3 separate regions of the Sus scrofa genome follow, and all the other regions are linked to region 3. A link is a contact called in public Hi-C data. All regions are on one chromosome and are shown on one strand. Each heading gives the region's core, a stretch centred on a gene start, on an enhancer-like site or on the middle of the called end of the contact. The rest is flanking DNA. Distances are from core to core; before and after follow the strand shown. Region 1 holds the start of JPT2 (Jupiter microtubule associated homolog 2). Region 2 holds the start of PKD1 (polycystin 1, transient receptor potential channel interacting). Region 3 holds the start of MEIOB (meiosis-specific with OB domain-containing protein).

Evidence for each region. Hi-C and Micro-C count contacts between places; a contact is called where the count stands out from the background.
Region 1: a Hi-C map of liver shows a contact between it and region 3, with 3 times the contacts expected there. The contact joins the promoter of JPT2 here to the promoter of MEIOB in region 3.
Region 2: a Hi-C map of liver shows a contact between it and region 3, with 4 times the contacts expected there. The contact joins the promoter of PKD1 here to the promoter of MEIOB in region 3. A contact is called at or near these places in 7 of 47 Hi-C or Micro-C datasets (blood, embryonic fibroblasts, liver and 3 more) and 1 of 2 datasets of contacts at active chromatin or transcription factors (alveolar macrophages).

What each region holds. Positions count from the first base shown.
Region 1 is chr3:40,255,378-40,259,189 of Sscrofa11.1, forward strand. It overlaps JPT2 (Jupiter microtubule associated homolog 2), which reads right to left and starts at 1,583. Exons shown (of 5, transcript NM_001048070.1): 1 at 1,530-1,583. The coding sequence starts at 1,573. CRAMP1 (protein cramped-like) reads right to left here. Exons shown (of 22, transcript XM_021086822.1): 22 at 2,300-3,812.
Region 2 is chr3:39,847,805-39,851,604 of Sscrofa11.1, forward strand. PKD1 (polycystin 1, transient receptor potential channel interacting) reads left to right here and starts at 1,805. Exons shown (of 46, transcript NM_001246202.1): 1 at 1,805-2,235. The coding sequence starts at 2,021.
Region 3 is chr3:40,090,866-40,094,586 of Sscrofa11.1, forward strand. It overlaps MEIOB (meiosis-specific with OB domain-containing protein), which reads left to right and starts at 1,824. Exons shown (of 15, transcript XM_021086801.1): 1 at 1,824-1,970; 2 at 2,425-2,524. The coding sequence starts at 2,434.

The DNA.
Region 1 (3,812 bases), core at 333-2,832, 160 kb after region 3:
AGTTTAAAAGAAGGACCTTAGATCACCGATGATGGCCAAAGCTAAATGCTTTTATAGTGCAACATCCTTTAACACCAGCTAATTAATCCTTCCCCGAGAAAACCAAATCAGGGCTTTAAGAGGAAAACCTGGCCTAGTAATCCTGCAGCAGCACCGGTTCCTTTCACAGCTAAGGGAACTGCGAATCTCACAAGGCCTGTCCATTGAGTCCTTTAAGATGGCCGTCAAAACACAAAGCTCCCTTCGGATCCCAGGCAGAAGCTTCCAATTAAGATGGGTTTTCCTTCTCCAACACGCTCCAAGAATTTTCTCCTTTTCCTCTCCAAAACTAATGCCGCAAAGAAGTGTGGGTGTTACTGCAGAGCTCCAGCTCGGCAACTATCTTGTGCAACCTCCACCAGCATTACTGGGCCCATTCCCTAACCGGACCAGTGTGTGCTGGGCAGCCGGTGCCAGGCTGTGTAAACAAAGAGGAACTTTGAGGGACACAGCTGAGAAAGTGCTGGAAACAGCCCTTGCCCAGCTGGTGGGGGCGGGGACAGGACAGTGGTTTGCAGGCACCAGGAACTCATTCATCCCCAGGAACTCATTCATCGCGAAGGCTCCGGGATAAACTTCTGGCCCAGGTCAGCGTAGGTGGGGGCATCCGTGATTAATAATCACTGTTCCGTGGATTGATGACCGCTGGGTTAGGACTGTGAGAACTGACCCAACTCCCTCAAGTTTACAGGGGTTTTAGCAGTTGAAACAACCCTCTTATTCTCTGTAGTATTTACCTCCGCCCTCTTCTACTTTTATCGGGTGGCTGAGCCCCAGAAGAGGCTCACAATGAAGATGACTCTTGGGCACCTGAACCAGCTCCATTCCCGCTGGCTCCTCAAGCCGCGGGACCCCTCCTCGCCAGCTCTGTGCGGCTCCCAACACCCAATGATTGACTAGTTAAAAGCGGAGAAGGTGTGCTGCCCAACACTGTAATCCAACTGTAATTTTTAAAAAGGGGGCTGCTGTATGTTCCCGAGTGTTTCAACCCCGTTGCACCTCTGCTATCACTTGCTGTCCTGTTTCCTTCTCAGGACACTGGGGAGCAGCGCCTGGTTCCCCCCGAGTCGCGGGACTGCGGGAGGGGAGGGCTCCAGGACTGGGGAGGGGAGGGCCCGAACCCCGGGCTGCGGAACTGCTGAGGGCTCCCAGGACCGGACCTTGCCCCGAGGCGGGCCCACACGAGCACCCGGCGAAAGCGTGTCGGCCGCAGCGTCGCACGGGCTCCCGTAGCGCAGCCACGTCCGCCCATCCGCAGCAGACGCTCCGCCAGCGTCGCCGGCGCGCTGGCCATTGAAGAGACACGTGCTGGGATCCGACGGGCAGGGAGGCGCACCTCTGGCCTCCCGTCCCGCGGGCGCGCCCACCTCCCCGACCTGGCAGCGGAGCCCGGGGCTCCGTGAGCTCACCGCGGCCGCCCCCACGGCGCCCGCGCCCACCCCCCCCACCACGCGGCCGTGGCCTTAGCGGTGGCCGCGCCCGCGCCGCACCTGGAGCCAGCCCGGCCACCCTCGGTCTCCGGCACCCGGAACATGTCGCCCGCCATTCGGCACCTCCCGCCCGCCGCGCCGTCCTTCCCGTCCGGCCCCGCGCGGCCTGAAGCCCCCCTCCATTGGGCGCCGCCGACGCCAATCACAACGCCGCAGCCTATCACAGCACCGGGCCCCGCCTCACGAGACTGAGGCGAGGAGAAGATCGCACCGCGCTTGCAGCCGATTGGTGAAAGCAGATGCCGCTCACAGCGCCGGGCCCCGCCATTGGGCAACTGGCCAACAAGGGATGGTCCGTCCGCGCCTCCTGAGGTGGGCGGGGTCGGGCACCATCCCCGCACCTGGTCGGTGCCCCTTCTTCCAGGCGCGGCCTCCCGCTTGCCGTCCCTGTATGCGCCCTGGTTGGCGTAGCGGGGGAGCCCCGGGAAGCGCTTCCCGGAGCGCAGCGGCGCCCAACAGGGCCCAAGACAGTCAATGGCACATGGATACGTGGCCAAAGGAAACAGGACCGCAGTTCCTGTCCTGCAAGTTGTGGGGAACACGTCCTTAAAAGTGGGAGGCAAGGGATAAATAAAGAGTGCCAGCTGACTGATGTTTGGCTCAAAAAAAAAAAAAAAAAAAAAAGGTAAAGGTAAAATACACATTCAGGAGCGCTTTGTTGCTAAACTACACTGTGGGCGGCAGTCAGTGCCTCTGAGATGGCACCAAATGAGAGCCGCTCCGGCCGTTTTCTTAAGCGCACACTTAAAAAGAAAAAAGCAGAAACGGTCATGATTAGATCAAGTATTAGTATGTATTTATGCACAATAATAAAAACAGATTTACAAGTTGAACTGGAAATTTAAACATAAGAAGTTTAACAGCTTTTGTTTATTATATTAAATAACCAAACACCTTTTATTCCCAAAATTGGTAAAGAATAAATAATATAATTTACAATATGGTACAAAAAATAATCAGGAGGGACAGGCATTCTGCTTTATACATACACTGTATATGTATATTTATAATCTATAAAACAAATTCACATCTCAAACAAGCCGAAAACCTTAGGTGATATGGCTTAACGATTATTAAAAGAAACCGCAGTTAAGTTCTGCTGCCCAGAGGCATAGCTCTGGAGCCGGGTATCCTGTTACAGAATAAGGGGCACAGGTTGCTGTAGTGCTTCCAAGACCTAACTCACCTCACATGACTTAAAGGCTGCTGTGGGATTAGGAGAGCTGACAGTCAGGAAAGGTTTGCTGTAGGTTTCATTCCTTCTTTTTTCTTAAGACAAAGTGCCGTATTTCCCCTAAATGCATCTGGTAGAACTCAATGTCAAGAAAGAAGAAAAAGCCACCTGTTTTCCTCCTCCACGTGTTTCAAGCGTCTCTTACTCCATGGCTTTTCTTTGCACACATGTGATTCAATGGTGTGATCCAGTTAAACAGGCCATTCAACTGAAAGGACACACCAGTGACGAGGCTGTGGGACAGAGTGACAGAGAACGGGGCTGCCGCTACGAGCCTGGAGGTGTGCGAGAGCAGTGGAGCAACCAGTGACATGTTTCCAAACATCCCCTCTCCCTGAGCAAGTCCTCTCCCCCGGGAAGATACAGAGAGATGAGAAAAATGCCATCGTGAGCCTTACATGGAATCAGGGATTCAACCTGCATCTCCCTTGTGAGCAATGGAAGGCGCATCACGGGACATGATGTCGCCATGAAGAACCAAGGCCAAAAAACCAGCTCCCTGGAGGTGGGAGATGGAGAGTTTCAGTCTTCAGAAAAGACAATCAGCAGACCGATTCTCAACACTGAAGTGACACGGGGAAGACGTCTCTGCGCCACAGACCCGGTCTTAACCACAGGCTCATGTGCAAGGGAAGCCATGGCCGCACAGGAGGCGCTCCTGACTGTCCCTGGGAAGGCGCAGGCAGGGGGAGGCTTCGCTGCTCGGGCCCTGTGAGGATTTCCAGCTTTTACCAGGCGCTCGTTTTCATCACACTGATAGTCATTCGGGCTGGGAGAAGATGGATCCATCATCTTAATGCTATAGCTGACATCCTTTCCCTTCACATGGCAAGCGAATGCCTACTCCTGCCTGGCTGCTGGAGCAGCGAGTTCTCTGTAACCCTGGCAGCTTTACACACAGGGGAACAGGCCCCTCTCCTGCACAGCCATGTCCTCTCATGGATGATGCTGGCTAGTCAGCTGCTCCCAGAGGGAGTCTGTGTGAGAGGGCCAAGCCAGGGGCACTGCTGGATCAAGGCTGACAAAGGCTGATCCAAGCCTCCAGACTT
Region 2 (3,800 bases), core at 555-3,054, 240 kb before region 3:
AATCAAATGCCCACCACAGCAGCGATTAGAGCCACAGCAGTGACAATGCTGGATCCTTAACCCATTGAGCAAGGCCAGGGATCGAACTTGCATTCTGATGGATACCAGTCAGATTCATTACCCCTGAGCCACGACAGAAACTCCTAAGCACATCTTTTCTAGGGATTCCCTCATGGCTCAGAGGGTTAAGGATCTGGTGTAGTCACTGCTGTGGCTCTGGTTACAGCTGTGGCACAGGTCTGATCCATGGTCCAGGAACTTCTGCATGCCACACGAGAGGCAAAAAAAAATAAATAAATAAATAAAAATAAAAAATCTTTTCTATTTCAGAAATCCCTTCTAAAACAATTGCATTTATCAACCATACCTCAATAAAACTTTAAAAAATGAAAAAAGGGGAATTCCTGTGTGGCTCAGTGGTGATGAATCCAACCAGTATCCATGAGGATGCAGGTTTGATCCCTAGCCTTGCTCAGTGAGTTAAGGATCAGGCATTGCCGTGAGCTGTTGTGTAGGCTGGCAGCTGCAGCTCTAATTCAACCCCCAGCCTGGGAACTTCTATATGCTGCACGTGTGGCCCTCAAAAGAAAAAACAAAAGGAAAAAACTTGCATTTTAGTTGATTAATCTGTTTTGCTCATTTGGCATCACTGTTTATTATGGGTCCATCTTCACTCATCTTGAGACCTTGGATCTCATCAGTTTATTATCTGGAATTAAAAGCTTGGGTTTGCCCCTTCCTTACCTGTTGTGTGATCTGTCAAATTTCATTTTTTCCCTTTTTTTTTTTTTTGTCTTTTTAAAGTCACATCTGGGGCCTATGGAGATTCCCACGCTAGGGGTCAAATCAGAGCTGCAGCTGTCGGCCTCCACCACAGCTCACAGCAACGCTAGATCCTTAACCCAATGAGTGAGGCCAGGGGTCGAACCCAGGTCCTCATGGATAATAGTCAGATTTGTTTCTGCTGAGCCACAGTGGGAACTCCCAAACCTTCCCCCCCCCCGCTTAATAAACGGATTTCTATAATATGTGGTTCTTTATGTCTGGCATCTAGGATGTTTTCAGAGTTCGTCCATGTTATTCAGCTTGAATTCTTAGCACCACGTGCGTTAGTTCCCTAATTACATCCTGGGCGCAAAAGCTCCCTGGGCAGAGCCGCAGCACTGAGGAACTTGCGCCATGGAAAGAGGGGGCAAACTGCCCTGGTGGTGGGAGGTCCCAAGCACCCAGGTGCGCAGAACTCAGCTTCTTGCCCAGGGGCTGGCGAATGGCCGGCCGAACGCTGCCCTTCACCTGCCCAGGTGAGGCCCACCTTGTGCTTCACCTCCGTGCCAGGGAGAACCAGCTGTCATACTTCGCCGACGTTCTGGCAATTCCCTGAGAGGGCGCGATGCGCATTTATTGAGTGCCTACTGTGTGCCAGGAGCTCGGCAATCCGAGGTGGTGGAGAGGGACATAGGCGCTGGGAGTGGATGAGCGCTCGTAGAGGGCACTGGAGGTTCCGGCTGGTGTTTTCAGTGTTGTGACTGCTTGGGCTCTGAGGTCTGGGAGGCGCGGACGCCGCGGGCGGAGGGGAAGGGCACCGAGCGAGGGCCCTCGCTGTCGAGCCTGCAGCTGGATGCGAAGGGCGGAGCTCCTGATGCCCCGCCCCGGCCGCGCGGATGGCCCCTTCGCAGAGCGAAGGGCGGACCCTCCTGATGCCCCGCCCCGGCCGCGCCCGGCTCTGCCGCACGGGGGGCGGGGCCTAAGAGCGTCCCGCCCCCCGCGCCGCGCCGGGAGAAGGAGGAGCCGGCCGCCAGCCCGCACTGCAGCGCCAGCGCGCTAGCGGGCCGCGGAGGACTCGGAGCCGGGACGGAGAACCGAGCAGGCGTCGCGCAGGCAGACAGGCCGCAGCTGCTGCCGTATCCCGCCCCGCGCCCAGCCATGCCTTGCGCGGGCTGCGCCTGAGCCGCGGTCGCCGGGGCCAGGCGGGCTCGGGGCCTCGGGACCGGTCCGGGGCCATGCTTGCGCTGTCCTGACGATGCCGCCCGCCGCGCCCGCCCGCCTGGCGCTCGCCCTGGGCCTGGGCCTGTGGCTCGGGGCGCTGGCGGGGGTCCCCGGGCGCGGCTGCGGACCGTGCGCCCCTCCCTGCCTCTGCGGCCCGGCGCCCGGCGCCGCCTGCCGCGTCAACTGCTCTGGCCTCGGACTGCGGACCCTCGGGCCCGCGCTGCGCATCCCCGCGGACGCCACCGCGCTGTGAGTAACCCGCCGCCCTGCGACGCTGGTGAGGCGGTTGCCATGGCGCCCGGCTTGCGCTAGGACTCGCGGCCGCCGGGGCCTGCCGGGGCTCGGGGCGCCTTCACCCTCCCGGGAGAGGCCGCACGGGCAGGCCGCCGGCCTGGCGGGCCTCGCAGGGCGTGGGCGCGTCCCCAGCCTGCAGAAGGGGAAACGGAGTGCGGGCCAGGCCTCTCCCAGGGCGAGGCTCCAGCGCAGTGAGGTCGGCCCGACTAAATAAGGAAAACCTGGGACCGCAGCCGGCTCTCAGCCCGCCTGGCCTCAGCCAGAGGGAAACAGAAACATCCCAGATTCTGTGCGGGCGGAGACTTCTCACTCGGTGGGACTCCGCTAATGCGAACTGACTGAGGGCCTTTGGCATCGTGTGGGCGCAGGGCGGGAAGGTCCCGGCAAGGGACCACGAGCACTTCAACGCTGCTCAGAGCCTAATAGGATGCAGCTTGGCTTGGAGGGATACCCAGCACTTGGGAGCCCTGGAGAAGGACGCTAGGAGATGGAGAAGTCTGTGTGGACGGCAGGGAAGGCTCTCCGGAAGAGGTGGACAAGGGTTCGATGGATGTTTGAGAATTGGTTTGATACTTAAGGAAACTGGGTTTAGGTGACGGGAGGAGGGAACCATGTGTGCAAAGGCCTGGAGGGGTGTAAAATGCTGACACACCATTAGCAGACTTGCATTTTGGAAGAAATAATAACAGGAAGTCTTTATGGAGAGCTTGTCTCCAGCCCTGGCCTGTGCCAAACTCTTTTGAACCATCAGCTTTTTTTTTTTTTTTTTTTTTTTTTTTGGTCTTTTTAGGGCCGCACCCGCGACATATGGAAGTTCCCAGGCTAGGGGTGGAATCAGAACTGTAGCTGCTGGCCTACACCACTGCCACAGCAATGCCAGATCTGAGCCTCATCTGGGACCTACAACCACAGCTCACGGCAACTCGGGATCCTTAACCCACTGAGCGAGACCAGGGATTGAACCCCTGTCCTCGTGGATACGAATGAGATTCGTTAACCACTGAACCACAAGGGGAACTCCTGTGAACCGTCATGCTTAACCCTCTGGAGGTACAGCAAAGATGCCCCTTTTGCAGGGGAAAAAACAGGCCAGAGGTGATGGCGATATGATTTGCACAAGCACAAGTAACAGCCAGTACATGGCAGAGGCAGCATTTGACTGTTAGGAGCTCAGGGTTGGCTTGCAAAGGGTGCAGGTGACTGAGATTTGCAGACATTTGTCCCCAGAGATGGGGACTGGCTCAGGACCTGCTGGTCCACATCCTTGTGGCCTTTTTTTTTTTTTTTTTTTTTTTTGCTTTTTCAGGGCTGCTTGTGTGGCATATGGAAGTTCCCCAGCTGGGGGTCACGTTGGAGCAGTAGCCACCAGCCTATATCACAGCCACAGCAAGGCCAGATCAGAACTGCGTCTGCGACCTACACCACAGCTCACGGCAACGCCGGATCCTTAACCCACTGAGCAAGGTCAGGGGTCGAACCTGCATCCTCCTGGTTTCTATTTGGGTTCATTACTGCTGAGC
Region 3 (3,721 bases), core at 574-3,073:
TTACAAAGTAACAAAGGATGAAAAATAACTATGTTTTGATACCAATGTAAGACTTGCCCCTGATGTTGTATTTTTCTTTTGTAGTGTATGGTTGTGTAATAAGTACCAAAGTGGATTTTCCTTTTAAAGAAAGAAGCTCAATAATTTAAACAATGCTATGTGTGGATAGCAGTTGGTAACAATTTTTTTTTTTTTTTGGTCTTTTGTTGTCCTTTTAGGGCCGCACCCGCGACATGTGGAGGTTCCCAGGCTAGAGGTCTAATTGGAGCTGCTGCTGCAGGTCGACGCCAGAGCCCCAGCCACGCCAGATCAGAGCCGCATCTTCAACCTACACTACAGCTCACGGCAGCGCTGGATCCTTAACCCACTGAGCAAAGCCAGGGATTGAACCCGCAACCTCATGATTCCTACTCGGATTCCTTTCTGCTGCGCCACGAGGGGAACTCCAGTTGGTAACAAATTTAAAGAATTTAGTTTTGGGATCTTATTTGCCCCTGATTAGTACTATTATGAACAAAAATTGTAAGTCATTAGATTAAAAAGATTTGCAGATGGTAGTAATTAAAACGCTGGCAAGTGTTTTGTCAGGTTTACCTAAGTCCAATATTTAGCACATCAAATTATACACACAGCGTATATCTCTGTGCGGGAAATGATATAAACATCGGGAAAATAGCATTATGGATCGAGCAACCTGGCCTACTTCACACTCCCCAAGAGATGACCCACGAGGGTCTGCATCCAGCACCACTCCCCTTCTAAACGTCTAATCAGCTCCCCTTCTAAAAGCCTCATCAGCAATCATGAACCCTTTTTTCAAAGCTTTTTAATTTTTGCATTATTTTAGCAGCACCTGTGGCATGTGGAATTTCCCAGCCCAGGGATCAAACCCGCGCCAGAGCAGCAACCAGTGACAACGCCGGATCCTCCCGCTTAGCCATGAGAGAACTCCGCAGTCTCCCTTGTCCCACGCACTCTTCTTTCAATTGAGATACAGCATCAGATGCTGTATAAAAAAAAGTACAGAGAGGCTACTACACCTGATCCACTTTTCCCCAGTCAGAACTTCTTCCGAGATCACAATCAAGTTACTGAGGCAGACACACCCAGTCTTTTTCAGATTTCCCCGGTTTCTCGTCTGTGTGTGTATTCAGCTGCTGCACTTTCCGCTGCATTTCTGCCGTGTTTCAGCGGAAAAGATCCCAAGCATCTTGCTTGGCGCCCGGGTCTTAGCACCCCGGACTCCCACCCCGGACGGCCCTCGAGTCTGAAGGACCAGCTCGCCCCCAGTCTCCCCAAAGCCACGCTCCTCAAGACCTGGACTTGAGAGGGACTGGAAGGAACGGGGCAGGGCCCAAGTCGGAATCAGGGCGCGGGGGCGGAACGTAGGGCGGGAGTGGGTGGAGTCGAAGGGGGGCACAGAGTCAGGGAGTGGGTAGGGTCGGAGGTCGGGGGCGGGACAGAGTCGGCGTGGGTGGAGCCAAGGGTCGAGGGGTGGAGCAGCAGGCCGTGGGTGGAGTCGGAGGTCAGGGACCGGGACAGAGTAAGGGGGTGGGTGGAGCCAGAGGTTGGGGGCGGGACAGACTCGGGGCTAGGATGGAGTGGGGTCTAGGAGTGGGCAGTCAGGCCGTGGGTGGAGTCAGAGGTTTGGGGGCGGGGCAGAGTCGGCGTGGGTGGAGTCGCAGGTCGAGGGGTGGGGGCAGTCAAGCTGTGGGTGGAGTCGGAGGTCAGGGGCGGGACAGAGGCCGTGGGTGGAGCCGGAGATTAGGGGGCGGGGCAGTCAGACCATGGGTGGAGTCGGAGGTCAGGGGGCGGGACAGAGTCAGGGTGGGGGTGGAGGCGGGGCGGGGGCGCGGCCTGCGCTAACGGTCGCTCGGTGGGCCTCACTGGGCGGTGGTCTCCTCTGGCTGTGGGCCGCGCGTTCTGTGGAGAAACAGCCGAACTCAGGCGGGCAGGCGGGTGGAGCCTGTGTAAGCGGGCCGCTCTCGGGGCGCGAGGAGCGTCTGAGTTGGGACGGCGCTCCGGGGAGCTGCCCGCGAGGGCGCTTGACGTGAAGTCGGGGAGCGGCGGGCAGCGGGCTCTCGTCCCTCCCCAGGGCGGGCCTCTGGGCCGGGGCTTCCGTGGCGGGGGCGGCCTTCCCTCCCGGCTGCCCGCGGGCTCGGCGGGTAGTGGCTGAGGCGAGGCCCGCCCGCATCCCGGCCGCCGGTCCGGAGCTCGCTGGGGCCGCCGGGGTCTCCGGAAGCGGGGGGCCGCCGGCGGGTTGGGGTGCGTGGACACGCCCAGGTGCGAAGTGGGCCGACAACGGCCGCTTCCAGTTCGAATCCGGGGGCGGAGTCCCGTGGGGACACGGACAGCTCTGGGGGGTGTGGACGCCGGTGTAGACGCGCAGGTGTGATCCATGCGGAATGTACCCTCGTCCTGCAGGGACTCAACATGAATCCGGGCCGGAGACTGCTCTTAGCTTCCGCGGGGGCCGAGGCTGGTGCTGGACGTTCTGTGGGCGGACAGACGCGCAGGGACACGGGTAGGCGCTTCCAGGAGCCTTCGGAGCAAACCCCCGACCCGGGCCCAGCCCACCTCCCCTCTCCCCCCTTGGCAGCTGGGCTGTGTACCGTCCTTAGAGATTTGCCTTCCGCAGAATGTCACGGAGTTGGAATCATTTTAAAAGACGGGGTGAGCGGGGAGAGTCGCATTTCACGCGGGGTGTGCAGTTCCTGTTTGCCCGGTGCCCGACGTCTCATCCCTAAGGCGCAACCGTGTGAGACGGGCAGGAAGTTACAAACTATGGGAAATGGTATCTGAATGCAAAATATGCATCTTTCTGTCTCTCTGTCTGTCTGTCTGTCTCCATGCCGGGGAGATGTCCAGTGTGATGGCCCGTGGGCCAGTTTTCTTATGGACAACCCCAGAGTGTTTGGAAGTCAGCTAGAATTTCAAAATGCAGAAAACTTGCCAAGTTCCCACTGAAGCCATAAACGAAGAACTACCCTTCTGAAATGGATTTATAAAGATAATTGACCAACTGTTCCCCTCTAAGGGAGAAAATGACCAATTTTGTCTGAGTGTGGCATTCTCCTGTGGCTCAGGGAGTGAAGGATCTGGGATTGTCACTGCTCAGGTTTAGTCTCTGGCCTGGGGACTTTCACATGCTGTGGGCGCAGCCAAAAAGGAAAAAAAAAAAAAAAAAGCTTTGGTTTGTGATGGAAGTTTGGGGGAAATTCCATGTACAGCAATGACTGCATAAAGAGTACTTCTTTGTTGCAGCCCCAGCACAGGTCTGTAGAATAAAATAGGAAATTGTAGGACCATCATTGCTTAGCTCTCTGGAAGTCCTGTTTATTTAGAATAGCAGGATGTAAACTGTATTGATTTCTAGAATTTAAATGCTGGATGGAAATGTAAAATTAGCTGGAAACTAAAATTCTATTTATTCAAAAGATTGTACAATTAACAGTATTATTCTCAAATTACAAATCAGGTTGATTTATGCCATTAATTTAGTCAGCAAATAATCAGCAGCTGCTCTGCATGAGGCACTAACTAGGCACTGTGGGGAGACCATGGGGGCAAGATATGGCACAGCCCTGTGTCACAGACCCCACCCTGTAATGAGGGAGAAAGACAGCACCCCCGTGACAGTTAGGAGTGCAGGCTGGGGGACACTTGAAAGAGGAGAAAAGCACGAAAGTTTTCTCTTTGAGACCCAGCGAATGCTGAAGGT